Regions from separate parts of the Sus scrofa genome. Here region 1 is linked to region 2. The links are chromatin contacts, called in public HiChIP or PLAC-seq maps. All regions are on one chromosome and are shown on one strand. The core of a region is the stretch at or near the end of the contact, and the rest is flanking DNA. Distances in the headings are between cores, read along the strand shown. Region 1 holds the start of TUBGCP4 (gamma-tubulin complex component 4). Region 2 holds the start of PDIA3 (protein disulfide isomerase family A member 3).

What was found. HiChIP or PLAC-seq counts read pairs in DNA pulled down with a chosen protein or histone mark.
Region 1: a contact with region 2 is called in an H3K27ac HiChIP or PLAC-seq map of alveolar macrophages. The contact joins the promoter of TUBGCP4 here to the promoter of PDIA3 in region 2. A contact is called at or near these places in 1 of 5 promoter capture datasets (fetal skeletal muscle) and 1 of 2 datasets of contacts at active chromatin or transcription factors (alveolar macrophages).

Annotation. Positions count from the first base shown.
Region 1 is chr1:128,081,200-128,088,557 of Sscrofa11.1, reverse strand. TUBGCP4 (gamma-tubulin complex component 4) reads left to right here and starts at 4,519. Exons shown (of 18, transcript XM_021096979.1): 1 at 4,519-4,881. The coding sequence starts at 4,804. ZSCAN29 (zinc finger and SCAN domain-containing protein 29) reads right to left here and starts at 4,493. Exons shown (of 7, transcript XM_005659684.3): 1 at 3,964-4,493; 2 at 3,032-3,468; 3 at 2,369-2,573; 4 at 1-415. The coding sequence starts at 3,349.
Region 2 is chr1:127,808,953-127,816,358 of Sscrofa11.1, reverse strand. It overlaps PDIA3 (protein disulfide isomerase family A member 3), which reads left to right and starts at 2,263. Exons shown (of 14, transcript NM_001195112.1): 1 at 2,263-2,432. The coding sequence starts at 2,266. It overlaps CATSPER2 (cation channel sperm associated 2), which reads right to left and starts at 1,797. Exons shown (of 13, transcript NM_001244270.1): 1 at 1,467-1,797; 2 at 1,126-1,272; 3 at 298-471; 4 at 32-100. The coding sequence starts at 1,270.

The DNA.
Region 1 (7,358 bases), core at 3,270-5,769, 270 kb before region 2:
CCACTCTTGACTTTCCGATAGCTCTTCTGGAGACCTTTGAACTTGGTTCGACACTGTTCCAGGGTCCGGAGGAAGCCATACTCCCTGAGCCGCTCAGCCACAGCCTCATACACTTGGCTGTTTCGATGACAGTTTCGGAGAGCCTCATAAAACTCAGTCTGACTGAGAATTGCAAGGAGTGTTCTGGTCTCTTCATAGCCCCAGTGTACACCTGCCACCTTCTCATCCTCAAAGCCCCAGTGATCCTGTTCCACCCTGCTTTTTCTCTCTCTGCTGGATGGTAACAGATCAGCATGCAATTGTCTGTCTCCTGTGTGACGGCCTCTTGGGAGTTCCTTCTCCTTGGAGCCCAGATCTGGGATCCATGGCTCTCCTTGCTCCAATTTGGAGACCATGGATTTAGAAAATGGTAATCCTGCTTGCAGGGAAGCAAACAAAGATGTCAGTTTGGACTGATCATAAAAAACATCTCTGAGTCCAGACCTGTTTTTTTTATCCAAGAGGCTTATAAAAGGATCTAAAGAAATGTTTTCAGAAAGTTTGGTGTGTTTAAGAAAGTGGGAGAAATATGTGAAACCTCAAAAAATGAGACATTTTCCAGAGCAGGGTGACGAGAGAGAAGATTGTTATGTGTTCAGAGCAGATAATTCTGTTCCCAGTTGTTCCCTAGCCCTGCTGACCACTGTAGGCAGGTCCTGCCACTGTTTGAAATAGTCACCTCCTGTCTCTTATATAGTTGGCCCTTGAACAATGTGGGGATTAATCTGAATATAGCTTATAGTGGACCCTCTGTATCCAGGGTTTCTCTGCATCTGCAGATTTAACCAATGACAGCAGCATATTTTTCAATTACTATTGGAAAATATCCACATGTATTGGACCCATGCAGTTGAAGCTCATGTTGTTCAAGGGTCAACTGTAGTTCTCCACTTAGGGCCAGAGAATTAAACTCAGTGATCTCAAGGAGGAGTCTGTCTTCCTTCACACACAGTCACCAAGTGCTAAAGGTTTTCTCTTAGTATATTCTTTATTCCTACTGTACCATCCCAGTCTTAGACCCCTTACCTTCTCACACCGGGGAACTGCTGCAGTCACTGTCCTACCTACCTCTAACCTCTTGCTTCCTCAGCTCACGTACTTTATGTACTGCCAAACCTTAACCTGATTGTCTACCCATGCTTGACCCATTCATACCAGATTCCCCGCCTCCAGAACAAACACAGCAGATGTTTATTTACCACTCTGTGCCTCTTCTTTCTTTTAACTGTCTCCCTTCTATTCACATTCAACCCATTCATCAAGAAGCTGTATTTGCCAGTGCCCCCTTGAGGCATTCCCTACAGTTCCCTCATCTCCCACTCTGACAAACCCGTGTCACAGTGAGTAACAAGGCATTGTTTGGCATTGCTTCAATACAGTTCAGCACATATTTATGTTTGAGAACAGACACCTTTTCTTATTGCAGAGTACCCTGCCAGGTGCTGAGCACATGGTTGGTGTTCAAATACGGATTAATTCTGCAAGTCTGTGTGTGGGGTTGAGGGATTGCCTCTCGATGACTAAGAGAACCACAACCAAACTGGCTGAGAAGGCTAATGTCTTGGATGATAAGATCAGAATTCAAAACAACCTCAACAAATTAAAGAGCTGATCAAAGGGAGAAAAAAAAACAAACATACAAAAGGGAGTACAAAGAAGAAAAACAAGTTCTACAAAATCAAGTAAAAGAATAAGCACTAGGCACAAAGACAATGGGAAAGCGCTAAAAGTCCTGGGAGTATCAGGTGAACAGCAATCATCAAATAATTAGTTGAGCTATACTGAAAGTATGAAGAAATTCTGAAGTAAAATTCTTACTCTGCCTCTACCTATCAGACCCTCACTGGAGTAATATATAGTTTAATTCTGCACTATGAACAGGCTATTTGGAGAACTTAAAGGTCCAAGAGAGTAACAAAAACTTAGTAGGTCTGAAGAATGGAGCTTCCAAGGAAAAGCTTAAAGAAACAAATACAGTTTAATGTAGAGAAAGAAAACGACTAAAAGGAAGATGTGCCTTCCAGCATAGAAAAGAATTTTTAGCTAGAAAAAAACTGACCCAGTGAGTGTTATCATTACCAGGAGGAAAGAGAGTAATTCCAAGTTCTGGCAAAAACTAGGGAGCAATCCGCTGGCAGACTTATCAAGAGGAAATACAAGAATATTTATTGTAGCAGAGAGCTAAACTACGTACCTTCAGGAGGTCCCCAGCAACTGCACACTCTACAATCTCCACTCACTCCTGACATCCCTTTCCCACTCACTACTCCCAACCCTACTTCCCAATTTAGAATGGCATTCTATCTTCCCATATGAATCTACTCCTCACCGCTCCTTTGAAAAGGTCTGAGCTTCTCCTGTGGGTTCATCTGCTCCCGTGGTCCCAGGTCTGAGCTTCTTGCCCTCTCTTTCTTGGGTACACCCCTGGGCTGGGGTTCCACTGACTCCTGCAGAACACTTAATAACTCTCGTGATGATTTCAGGGGTGTCATCTTCTCCAAGCGCACTTCCTGCCCCTTCATAGAGACTGTGACCTAGAAACAATCCCCATGAATTGTCACTGCAAGGTCATAATGAGGGGTATTCCCAGAGGAGATTATCTGATACCCCAAAAGAGATCATCCTTTGGAGACAAGGCTAAGGTTGGGGTGGGAGGTGATTAATAGTGAACAAATGTCTTTCTTAGTCCATTACTGTTAGCTAAGAGCAGCAGGAACGCTAGATCAAAGCAGTAAGCCAAACTACAGGCTGAAAAAGAATTACCCTTTCTTCCCTGTTAAGTAAAAAAACCCATGAAACTATGAATAACTCATTGTGACATGTAGCACAAGCACATGCTTATTGGTAGCATCTCCCAATAAGTTCTATCTGAAAAAATTACCTGTTAAAGGACCATAAGTATAAGCATCAGCAAGGGAGACTGTGCCTTAGTGTGGCTTTTCATCCTGCCCCTTCCCAGTCACACATTTCTAAATTCCCTCTCCCTGCTCACCGAATGTCCAGGTCTTCCAGGCTCTCTTTCTAAATCTTCCACCAGAGCCACTGCCTCCTCTCCACTTTCTGGACATTGCTTTTGTACCCAATTCTGGATCTCCCCAGGTAAGATGGTCAGGAACTGCTCTAGCACCAACAACTCTACAATCTGCTCCTTGGTGCGCACCTCCGGTCTTAGCCACCGACAGCAAAGTTGCCACAGTTGGCTGAAAGCCTCCCGGGGCCCAGCTACCTCCTGGTAATGAAATCTCCTGAAGCGCTGTCGGAAGGTCTCAGAGTTAGTGCCAGTCCCTCTCAGGGTGGGTTTGGCCATCATTCACAGCAGAAAGCGGCTTTCCTCCATTTAAGGGTCTAGGTTCCAGGGTTTACACCTATCTTCCATGTCCTTGAAGAATCACCTGCAGATGAGTCTCTCTCTGTAAGAAGAATTTCCTCCTAGGGTAGAGAGAGATGGCACTATCAGAAGGAATACACTCATATGTCTAAAGTCTTGCCAGAGCTGGCCTGACTTCCCCTAAGTTCTGCGTGGCCATGTGAGGTAGCACCAACTTCAGGGCAGCAAGCCAAAACTGAGCATGAAGGTGAGAGACCATTCAAAAGCTGCATTTCTGGGCGACTTCCAGGGCAGCCCCGGGGAAGCAGCAGAGAATAAACTACTGACTGCTCCTCTTCCACCCCTCCCCAAGTCTGACCCATTGAGCTCCCCTGGCCAGTGCTGCATAGTGAGTTCAAACCGTAAGGGAGACCTAGAGCTGAGAGGTTTTAAAGGCATGTCACCACCCCGAGGAAGGCAATAGAAAACCCTCTGTCCAGCGGGTCGCCTCTGATCTGCCCCAATACTTCCGCCGTCCTTCCCCAAACCCTCTACGTCCGCCCCGCCCCCTCAGACTCCACCACCACCAATTTCTACCCCAAACAAAAATCAAGTACACAACACTGGGTCTTTGTTTTCCCTCACAGCAGAAGTAATCGCTCAGTAAATATCCGGGAACTACTGACGGGAAATCTCGAGCATTGAGAGAAGTTGGTTTTGACTTCTGAAGCGAGGGCCAGGTGGACTTGGGGAGAGTCACACTGAGTTGGTGGAAAGAGGGAGTCCGAGGGGGCAGTAGTCATGTGTCTCCTGAAGACGAGCTCGAGTGCTGGCCAAGCGCTCCGAGGGCTGCGGTATTCGCGAGTGCGGAGCACAGCTCAAGGAGCGGCGGGTGCGGGGTTCCGGCCTCTTTGTCTTCGCTTTCTGGCCAGGTCACTCTCGGAGCGGTAAGGAGTCCCTCCAGAGGCTTCGGACCGGGGCTAAGGCGCCCTGAGAGCACCCTCTGGCCCACCCCTAGGAGCTTCTCCCACTCGGGATACCCCTCAATCCGCTCGCATCTCTGCCCGTGGGCCAGCCTCACCCACTCGAGGTCTGGCTCCAGCCGGGACTCTCAAGCCTCCCAGTCCAGTTCCCAAACCGGAAGTGAGAGCAGGCGACTAGGGCGCCACAGACGCATGCGCAAGGGCAGCTGCTTAGACACCTCTCGCGGAGCCCCGGCGGGAGCGAGCGAGTGGGCCCAACCGAGCACAGTGCACTTCCGGGACGCGGCTCGCCTATCCCTTCCCTGCTTCCCGTACGCTCTCCGCAGCAGTTCTCTCAGCGGATAAAGTCTGGAGGAACCGCCCGTCCAGGAGGCCTGTGCGCGAGTAGAGAAAGGAATACGCGTTTCCTTGGTCGCCTGGTGAGGCTCTGGAGAAAGGTGCAACGGATATAGGGACCGGAGGTCCGCCGTGGAAATGATCCACGAACTGCTCTTGGCGCTGAGCGGATACCCAGGGTCCATTTTCACGTGGAACAAGCGGGGTGGCCTCCAGGTACAATCCGGCTCAGAGCGCGGGAACTAGCGAGCAGGGAATGGGTGGACCTGAGCCACTGCGTGGGGGAGGAGCCTTAGGGGGCGTGGCTTGCAGAGCTGAGGCGGGGGCGGGGGGGCGTGTCCTTGAGCAGGTAGCTGGAGGGCTGTGCCGGAGGGGCCTACCACGGTGTAAACACCTTGAGAGGTTTGGGCTACGCTGGGAAAAGGAGGGCAGACTCCTGAAAGGCCCTGCCTTGGGGAAGAGGAGGGAATCCAGGGCTGAGCCTAAGGATGAACTATCTGAATGAGAGTTGCTGGGGAACTGGATGTAAAAATGAGGGAGATGCTTTCTCCCATCTTCACACTTGCACTCTGTTTTAAGCTGTTTTGAAAATTTGTCCAAATACGTAGTATCTAACACAGAATACGACTTCAGTCAATTATTTTGAATGAAAAAGTGAATGAGGGTGTTTCCCTCTACTCCTTGACCAGGAAATTTCTTCTCCAGAAGAATTTGGAGGGAGGCCTTCATGTAACCAGGAATGTATGAGAAGGAGGGGCCATGTACTACATGTATTATCTCATTTAACTTCACAACCACCTATCTCCGTTTCACAGATTAACTCTGGTGTCAGGTATTAGGCAGTTAATAATTAGCAAACTTGGTCTTGAACCCAGATCTGTCTGGCTCCAGTATCTGAACCACTCTTCTTTTCTACTTATGCTTCCAGTAGTATTATCTAATCATCTCAACAACATAGCAAGTTAGGTATTGTTAGCCCCAGTTTACAAATGAGCAACTTGAAGCTCAGAGAACTTTATGGTGGCTTGTAGTTTTTGGGTTTTTTGTTTGTTTTGCTGCACACACCTCATCTGCTGCGTGTGGAAGTTCCTGGGCTAGAGATGAAGCCCATGCCACAGTTGCCACCTGCTTTACAGTTGCCGTAAGGTCGGATCCTTAACCTGCTGGACTGTAAGGTAACTTCCTATGGTGGCTAGTCTTGATAAGGCAGGATTTGAATCTATCTGTATACAAAGTCATGCCTGTGTCTATAAGAATTGGTAGTATAGGCTGTAAAGAAGCAGGAATATTACTCTCTTGGTCTATAAAACATAAATTAATCAGATTCCTTTTGTTGTTATTTATTTTTTACTACAAAACTAGGACAAGGCATATAGGAGAAGAATATTCAGGAAGCATGTATGTGTGCTTGATTGAAGTAGAAAGAGAGAACACACTATGGGAACAATAACAGCCTTTTTTTCTTATTTAAAATGTCTCAATTGGATATTTTCCTAAATTCTCAGATTTAAAGAGAGAATTTCACCTTCTCAGAAAAATTTTCTCAGACCACCTCTTTAAGAATATTCCTTATGCCATTATTTTGTTTTTTTTTAACGGTTTTTATTTTTTCCATTAGAGTTGGTTTATAGTGTTCTGTCAATTTCTACTATACAGCAAAGTGACCCAGTCACACACATATATATATATATATACATTCTTTTTCTCACATTATCCTCCATCATGCTCCATCATGGATACAGTTCCCTGTTCTGTACAGCAGGATCTCATTGCTTATGCATTCCAAATGCAATAGTTGGCATCTATTAACTCCAGACTCCCAGTCCATCCCACTCCCTCCCCCACCCCCTTGGCAGCCACAAGTCTGTTCTCCAAGTCCATGAGTTTCTTTTCTGTAGAAATATTCATTTGTGCCATATATTAGATTCCATATCTAAGTGATATCATATGGCATTTGCCTTTCTCTTTCTGACTTCACTTAGTGTGAGAGTCTCCAGTTCCATCCATGTTGCTGCAAATGGCATTATGTTGTTCTTGTTTATGGCTGAGCAGTATTCTGTTGTGTATATATACCACATTTTCTTAATCCATTCATCTGTTGATGGACATTTAGGTTGTTTCCTATTTTCTATCACAGTAACTTGTTTATTTCCCTTATAGGACATCACAGTTCATATTACTTATTGTTATTACTTATTGCTGTATAGTCTTTCTCTCACATTGACTGACCAGGGGGGCAAAGAAATAGTGGTCTTTTTCATATCAGGAGCACTTGGCACAATTTCTGCCACATAGTAGGTATGAAGATATTTGTGAAAAAAAGACCACCCCAAACAGCAAATATTTCATACTTTTTGCAGAACAGTGTTTTTCACATTTGAATGAAGGGAGAAATTGTCATGAATGTGCAATGTTGATAAAAATTGTTTTATCAACACATTAAGCCAGGTATAAACTTAAGCATATTGCTCTTAAACAACTATAAAATCTGTTATTTTGGAGTTTCCATTGTGGCTTAGCAGTAATGAACCCAACTAGGATCCATGATGACATGGGTTCCACCCCTGGCCTTGCTCAGTGGGTAGAGGATCTGGCGTTGCTGTGAGCTGTAGTGCAGGTCACAGACTCACGTCCTATCTGGCTTGGCTGTGGCTGTGGTATAGGCCAGTAGCTGTGGTTCTGATTCAATGCCT
Region 2 (7,406 bases), core at 1,014-3,513:
TCCCACCCCTTCATCCAATGTCAGTTCTCACCTATTTCAACCATCAGTACAATCGTGTTCAAAAAGATGAGGAAGATGATGAAGTTTGTGAAGAGAGGACCTGTTTTCTCTTAAGAAAACATACAGAATAGAGTTCTTTTTGATATACACAGGCCACATGATTAGGGCAAGAATAAAACCAGTGAGAATGAGAAGAAAATGGAGTTTGAGAAGGGAAAAATTAGTCAAATTAGGCAGATGATGAGGCAAGAGAGACAGTAAAGGCATGGATTAAAAATGAGAGGCATGAAAGGATACACTCAAGAACCCATCCAGCCCACAAGGAAAGAGGGGGCCTCTGGCTACAGCGCACTCGAAGGGTACTCATCAGCCTCTGGCCATGTGTGATCCGTCCTACGTGACAAGGCTTTATGGAGAAGCGCACAAGCTGGTGTTGATCTCCCAACATGAGTTTCTTCTGACGGGAAGGATCTACACCAAAAATTTAAAAAAAGGGTGGGGAGAAGACATTGGATAAATATAATAAAGAGTAGTCTTTGGGAGTATGAAGAGCTGCTGGTAGGATTGAGGGCAGGAATGCTGGTTACATAATGGGGCCCCAGTGCAGGGGCTTACCTTGCTGCTCCCTCATACAGCAACTGATATTAGTTTGGAGTAAGAACTAACCTATCTCTTAGGACTAACACTGTCCATGACCAAGAACAAAGGCCATAGGTTCAACCTAAGTGTCTTTGGTAAAAATCTCCTAGTTAGCCAGGGTTGGTAGTTATTCTAAGCCTAAAAGTGAATGACATGGGTTCTATCTCCTGTATTCAGAGTTTTATTTATAAACACTTTGATTTATCAAGCTTGGTATATGAGTTCCCTGTGGCTCAGTGGGTTAAGGATCCAGCATTGTTACTGCAATGGCTCGGATGGTTGCTGTGACGAGGGTTGGATCCCTGGCCCAGGAACTTCCAGATGCCAAGAGTTTGGCCAAAAAAAAGTTTGGTGTAACTTCCAAACTAGCAGCCAAACCAATCTCCCCTGAATTTTCCACCTTTAAAATTCTCCCTCTGCTTCCTACTCATTGGTGGTGTGAACAGGAGACTTAAATTCATCCTAGGGAAGAAAGAGGCTGCTGACCAAGTATCTCTCGGATGGTGTGCCGTGGCACAGCTTGGCTCAAGCCTTGCAGGTGCTCGATGAGAGAGAAAGTATCAATCAGACGGGAACGAATGGCATCAGCTCGGGGCAGTTGCATGTGTCCTGTTGGGCCGTAAGTGGCCATGTCTGTTAAGAACATGAAAGAATCGAGTGTTATTTCATTTCAAGCTGGAGTTGCACCACAGCTTAGAGGTTCTCTTTCCCTCCTCCCAACCTCTTTGCCCTTAAGAAGACAAATGTTATATACCTAGACGCAAGGCTTTCTGAAACAAAAGGAGTCATAACAGAGAATCTGCGCAGTTGACTACATGGACAGGTACCTTTACTTGTGTGACAGCATTTCTAGTTAAAAGCAGCAGCCAACAAAGAGCAGGAGTCCTGAGCTGGACAAAGAGGAATTCCGGCACCACCTGGACCTGAGGGAATCGGGTCATGAATGCAATGATGGGAGGAATGGGAGGGCTTAGGACTGCCCGCTATGAAAAACCAAGTTAAGAGGAATTGGACAAAATGCAACAGCCTGACATTTTGAAAAGGTATCCCGTCCCGAGTATCCACTCCAACTTGCTGCCTCAGGCGCCAGCTCCTTCTCTCAGTTCCCGATTCTGGGCCTCACCTCAGGCCGGGCTCTCTTCCGCTCACTCAGCCCTGAGTTCGCTATCCCAGTCTCCGGCTCTGGCACCCCCCCTGAGCTCTGCTCTCCCCACGCGGGACGAGCTCAAGGTCGGTTCCTAGCCTCGCTGCGCCCCACGCCCAGCTCCGCCCGGTCCCGCCCTCTCCCGGGGTTCCGGCTCGCCCCCGGCCCACCCGGAACACCAGCCCCCAGCCCGGGCCCCCTCCCAGCCCAGCTCGCCAGGCGCTTGCCGCCTCAGCCCCGCCCCGCGCTTCGACCACTCGGCGGTTACCAGCTGGTCCCGCCCGCCCGACGCAGGCGCCGCGCAGCCAATCAGCGGCTGCCACACTGCGGCCCAGCCGGGCTGGGGGGTTGGGACCTCCGGCTGCAGGTCCGCCTGGGTCAGACGCGCGAGCTGAGGCAGAGGGTGAGTGGTCGCCGGCACGGCCTCCGCAGTCCCCGCCGAACCCTGACCCTCCTGGCCGCCCCCGCCTCAGCTGGTCGCCATGCGCCTCTGCCGCCTAGCGCTGTTCCCGGGCGTGGCGCTTCTTCTCGCCGCCGCCCGCCTCGCCGCTGCCTCCGACGTGCTGGAACTCACCGACGACAACTTCGAGAGTCGCATCTCCGACACGGGCTCTGCGGGGCTCATGCTCGTGGAGTTCTTTGCCCCCTGGTGAGGCCACTTAACCGGGGCGGGAGAGGGAGGGCCGGGCTGAGCCGGAGCGAGGGCGCGGGAACGGTTAGGCCTACGCAGCGCCGGCTCCCTCCATCATCGCCGCGATCCCGGCAGCAGCCCGCAGATTTTCCACCTACGGGGAACCGAGCTGCCTCACCGAGAGCGGAGGAGTCGGTGCTGATGGCCTGGAAGCGAGACCGGAGAGGGAAAACGCGAGGCCCCTCTCCCGCAGGGCCACATCCTTACCTCGGTGCTCTTGTGGCACTTCCTATTGCAGAGGGTTTAACCACCATACCACACCACCCCCGCCCGCCGCCTTTCCCCGCTTCGTTTCGTATCTTTACAGTTTTCTGGGTGAGTCAGTGTTGCTGTTTGCCATTCATTAGACGAGCATCGCAAGGCCTTATATTGGAAGTCAGCGTTTCACCAAGTGCAGAAGCCCTGGGCCCCCACGGTACTTCCTTTCTTGCCCCACGCAGCCATTGGTTTCTAGCCAAGGTCACTCAGTGGCTGCAGAATGGTCATAAGTGCTTTCTTGAGGCAGGCAGTTATTTTGTCCATCACATGGTGCGCTTTCACCATTAAGCCCATCACTTCTCAACATTAGCAGAATTTTGTTAAAAAAAGAGTAAATAAACAGAGTAATTCTGTTAGAATCTGTCTAAATGGTCACTTTTAGTTAGGATTTCTAAAAAATGCCAAAGACCCCAGTGAGAAGGTAGTGTTGGTGAAATACTCCACTTGAGTGATATAACTGAACAAGAATGTAAATTCTTTTGGATAAAACTAAATGGAAATAAAAAGCTGGTGGGTGGGGGTGGGGAGAGACCAAATAGGATTTCTGGCCCAGTAAACCAGCACTCTGGTGGTGGTGTGGTGTTTTTTTTTTCCCCCAAAAAAATCTTTACCAGATTATCTTTACGATGATTATCTTAACACTGGGGACAACTCAGTATAAGCACACTAATTGTAGTACTTGATTTTTCTTCTGCGACAATGACCCTAAATTAAAAATTATGTGTATTCAAAAGTTACAGCAAAAGAATATTAGGTAACTTTCACTTGCTTCTGATTCTCATCTTCATTCTGCAAGGGTTCAGCTGACTTGAGGGTTACACTAGAAGTCCTGTAATGAAGACCACCTGAACCAGAAGGCTGTGTTTAGAGGCAACACATTTTGTTTCCAGCTGGTGGCAGTTTATTCATCCGGGGCTGTTCTGTGGCTGACTGGCGGTACTGATTACACATCATAGGTGGTTTTTTTTGTTTGTTTTTTGGGTTGTTTTTTTTTTTTTTGTCTTTTTTTTTTTTTGCTATTTCTTGGGCCGCTCCAGCGGCATATGGAGGTTCCCACGCTGGGGGTCCAATCGGAGCTGTAGCCACTAGCCTATGCCAGAGCCACAGCAACTCGGGATCCGAGCCGCGTCTGCAGCCTACACCACCTACAACACGGCAACGCCGGATCATTAACCCACTGAGCAAGGGCAGGGACCGAACCTGCAACCTCATGGTTCCTAGTCTGATTTGTTAACCACTGCGCCACGACGGGAACTCCCATAGGTGGTTTTTATACATCTATAGAATTCACATTCTTTTGGAAACAACTCTTCCCAATCATATTACCACACTATTAACTCTCAGGGGGTGTCACTGTGATTAAAATGGCGCTCTATGTAGTTGTATCAAGACTATTTGGTGCCTCTGACTACAGGGGTCAACATGAAATGAATTGCAGGAGAATTGTGGGCTATTAGACTTAGTTTAAAGCAGTTTTTTTTTTTTTTTCCCCTATTGAAGGTGTTCTCTGCTACTTTAAATTGTTGCATGTGCTTCCTTAAAAACTACATATCCCATCATGCACTAAACTATCCCTAAAACTGGGTGGATCTCTGCAGTGGTGTCTCCTTTTAATTGGTATGGAAGTTAAGGTCATCCTCCACAATACCTACAAGAAGAATCAGTTTTCTGAATGAGAAATTTGAATCAAAGAAGTCTCCTGTTGGAGTTCCCGTCGTGGCGCAGTGGTTAATGAATCCGACTAGGAACCATGAGGTTGCGGGTTCGGTCCCTGCCCTTGCTCAGTGGGTTGACGATCCGGCGTTGCCGTGAGCTGTGGTGTAGGTTGCAGACGCAGCTCGGATCCCGCGTTGCTGTGGCTCTGGCGTAGGCCGGTGGCTACAGCTCCGATTCAACCCCTAGCCTGGGAACCTCCATATGCCGCGGGAGCGGCCCAAGAAATAGCAACAACAACAACAAAACAACAACAAAAAAGACAAAAGACAAAAAAAAAAAAAAGAAGAAGTCTCCTGTTGATGATGTCCTTATTTCTTCCCATTCAACCATTCTTTTTTTTTTTTTTTTCCAATATGGCTGCACTCAAGGCATGTGGAAAGTCCCAGGGCCAGCAGTTGAACTTGCACCACATCAGTGACTCCAGCTGCTGCAGTGACAATGCCAGATCCTTAACCTGCTGCTCCATAAGGAACTCTATGATCGACTATTCTTATTTTATTAATAGTTCGGCTGGAAATGTTTTCTGACTGCTATATTTCTTTGTATAGATCAGGATTACTAGCTTACAAGATGGATAGAAACGGTTATTAAAAGTGAAATGGAGCTGTGTTGAGCAAGTTATTTTTCTCATTTGTTATAGGGTATTTTTTTCACTTTCATTTTATAAGTGAAAGTGAAAGATTTCTTTGCAGCTGACTCTGTAGACTAATATTTCCATGGTGGAATCAGTCATCTTAGAATGGGAGTATCTGAATTTCTCTGGAAGTAAATAGAACTATTTAAATGTTTGTGATAATTTCTGAAAATTTATCCATCAGTGTTAAGTAAGTTTTAAGTCTCCAGCATCTACTTCTGTTGTAAATTTGTGTCCTTCCCTGTAGGACAGTAGTGTTAATGAATGATATTTGATATAAGTGTTTATAGAGTATAGAAAAAGACTGTAGTGTAAAATGTAATATTTAATATTTCTTCTTATATGTACTGATTCCTTTACTTGAAATTCCCTTTCCCACCTCCTGTTGATTTTTTTCAACAAGATTTAGCACAGAAGTTACTTTTCCTGGAGTTCCCACTGTGGCCCAGTAGGTTAGGAATCCAGCTGTAGTGGCTCTGGTTGCTGCAAAGGCATGGGTTCCATCCCCTGCCCAAATGCAGTGTGGTTAAAAGATCCAGCATTGCACATCTGTGGCTCAGATTCAACCCTTAACCAGGGTACTTCCCATATGCTATGGGTGTGGCCATAGGAAAAAAGTTACTTCTTCCTGGAGTTCCCTGGTGGCACAGGGGGTAAAGGATCTGGCATTGTCACTGCAACAGCTTAGGTAGCTGCTGTGGTGTGGGTTTGATATCTGGCCCGGGAACTTCCACATGCCGCAAGTGTGGCCAGAATTGGGGGGGGTTACTTCTTCCTTCCCTGAACAACTAACTGGTTGCTTTCTCCTCTCTTTTGGGACCTAATAATACTGTCTATCACCCCTGCCAGTCTGATAGTCCTATAGGGAAAGGACTATATCGGTTTTTCTTCCATCAGAAGCACAGGCACGTGACAAGCATATTTTTCCCCCCTCCTTTTTTGGCTGCACCTGAGGCATCTGGAAATTCCCAGGCCGGGCACCAAAGCTGAGCCGCAGCTGTGGTGTCACCAAGTCCTTAACCCACTGTGCCGCCAGGGGAACTCCTCTTTGTGTTTCAATAATATGTAGGGGTTTGCGAAAGAAGTAGTCGTTAGTCTTTTTTTTTAATTTATTTTTTTAGTGGTTAGTCTTGATGATCACCTTCAAAATCCACCTGAATTCCTTTCCAGGTAAATTTAGAAAGGACGGTCTCCTCCGGCCTCATTGGAACATGTTAAACAGGTTCTCCCTTTGGGCATTTGATCGTATTAGGGATATTAGCAATGCTTAAGGCAGTGGTTTTCAGTCCTGGCCTTGCCACTTACACACAGTACCCTCCTATACACCTCTGGTTATCTCTTGGATTCCTGGAGGAATCATTTGCTAAGTTTAAACATATTAGGTGAAACTTTTTTTTTTTTTTTTTTGTCTTTTTTGTCTTTTTAGGGCCGCACCCAAGACATATGGAGGTTCCCTGGCTAGGGGTCGAATTGGAACTACAGCTGCCGGCCTATACCACAGCCACAGCAATGCTGGATCCAAGCCATGTCTGCGACCTACAACACAGCTCAGGGCAACGCCAGATCCTTAACCCACTGAGCAAAGCCAGGGATCAAACCCACAACCTCATGGTTCCTAGTCGGATTTGTTTCTGCTGTGCCATGGTAGGAATTCCGAGGTGAAACTATTCTTAAAACTGTTGACTCAGCCTTTTTGGCAATGACTACATATATATTCAACAGAAATCTCTTAATACAAATAATACATGTATTATCTCTTAACCAAAAATAGCCCTTCAGTACATTCTACTGATTGTGAGAGGGACCACTACTTGATGTCTCAAAAAAGAAAAATGCGGAGTTCCTGTCGTGGCACAGTGGTTAACAAATCCGACTAGGAACCATGAGGTTGTGGGTTCGTTCCCTGGCCTTGCTCAGTGGGTTAAAGATCTGGCGTTGCCGTGAGCTGTGGTGTAGGTCGAAGACATGGCTCAGATCCCAAATTGCTGTGGCTCTGGCGTAGGCCGGTGGCTATAGCTCTGGTTAGACCCCTAGCCTGGGAACCTCCATATGCCATGGGAGCAGCTCAAGAAAAGACAAAAAAAGAAAAGAAAAATTCTGCCGTTGACACTGTGACACAATTGCAACATATATCCCTATTTTAGATATGGTAAAATGTGCATCCGTGAAGTGCAGAATAAGAAATACCATTTATTCACCACCTGGTCTAAAAAAGCCAGTACAGTTGAGGTCCCCTGCGTACTCCATTCCCCATCTTATGCATCCCCCCCATTTTTGATATGGTTTTTATCGTTTGGTTCTTTTATGCTTTTAGTAAGTATGTA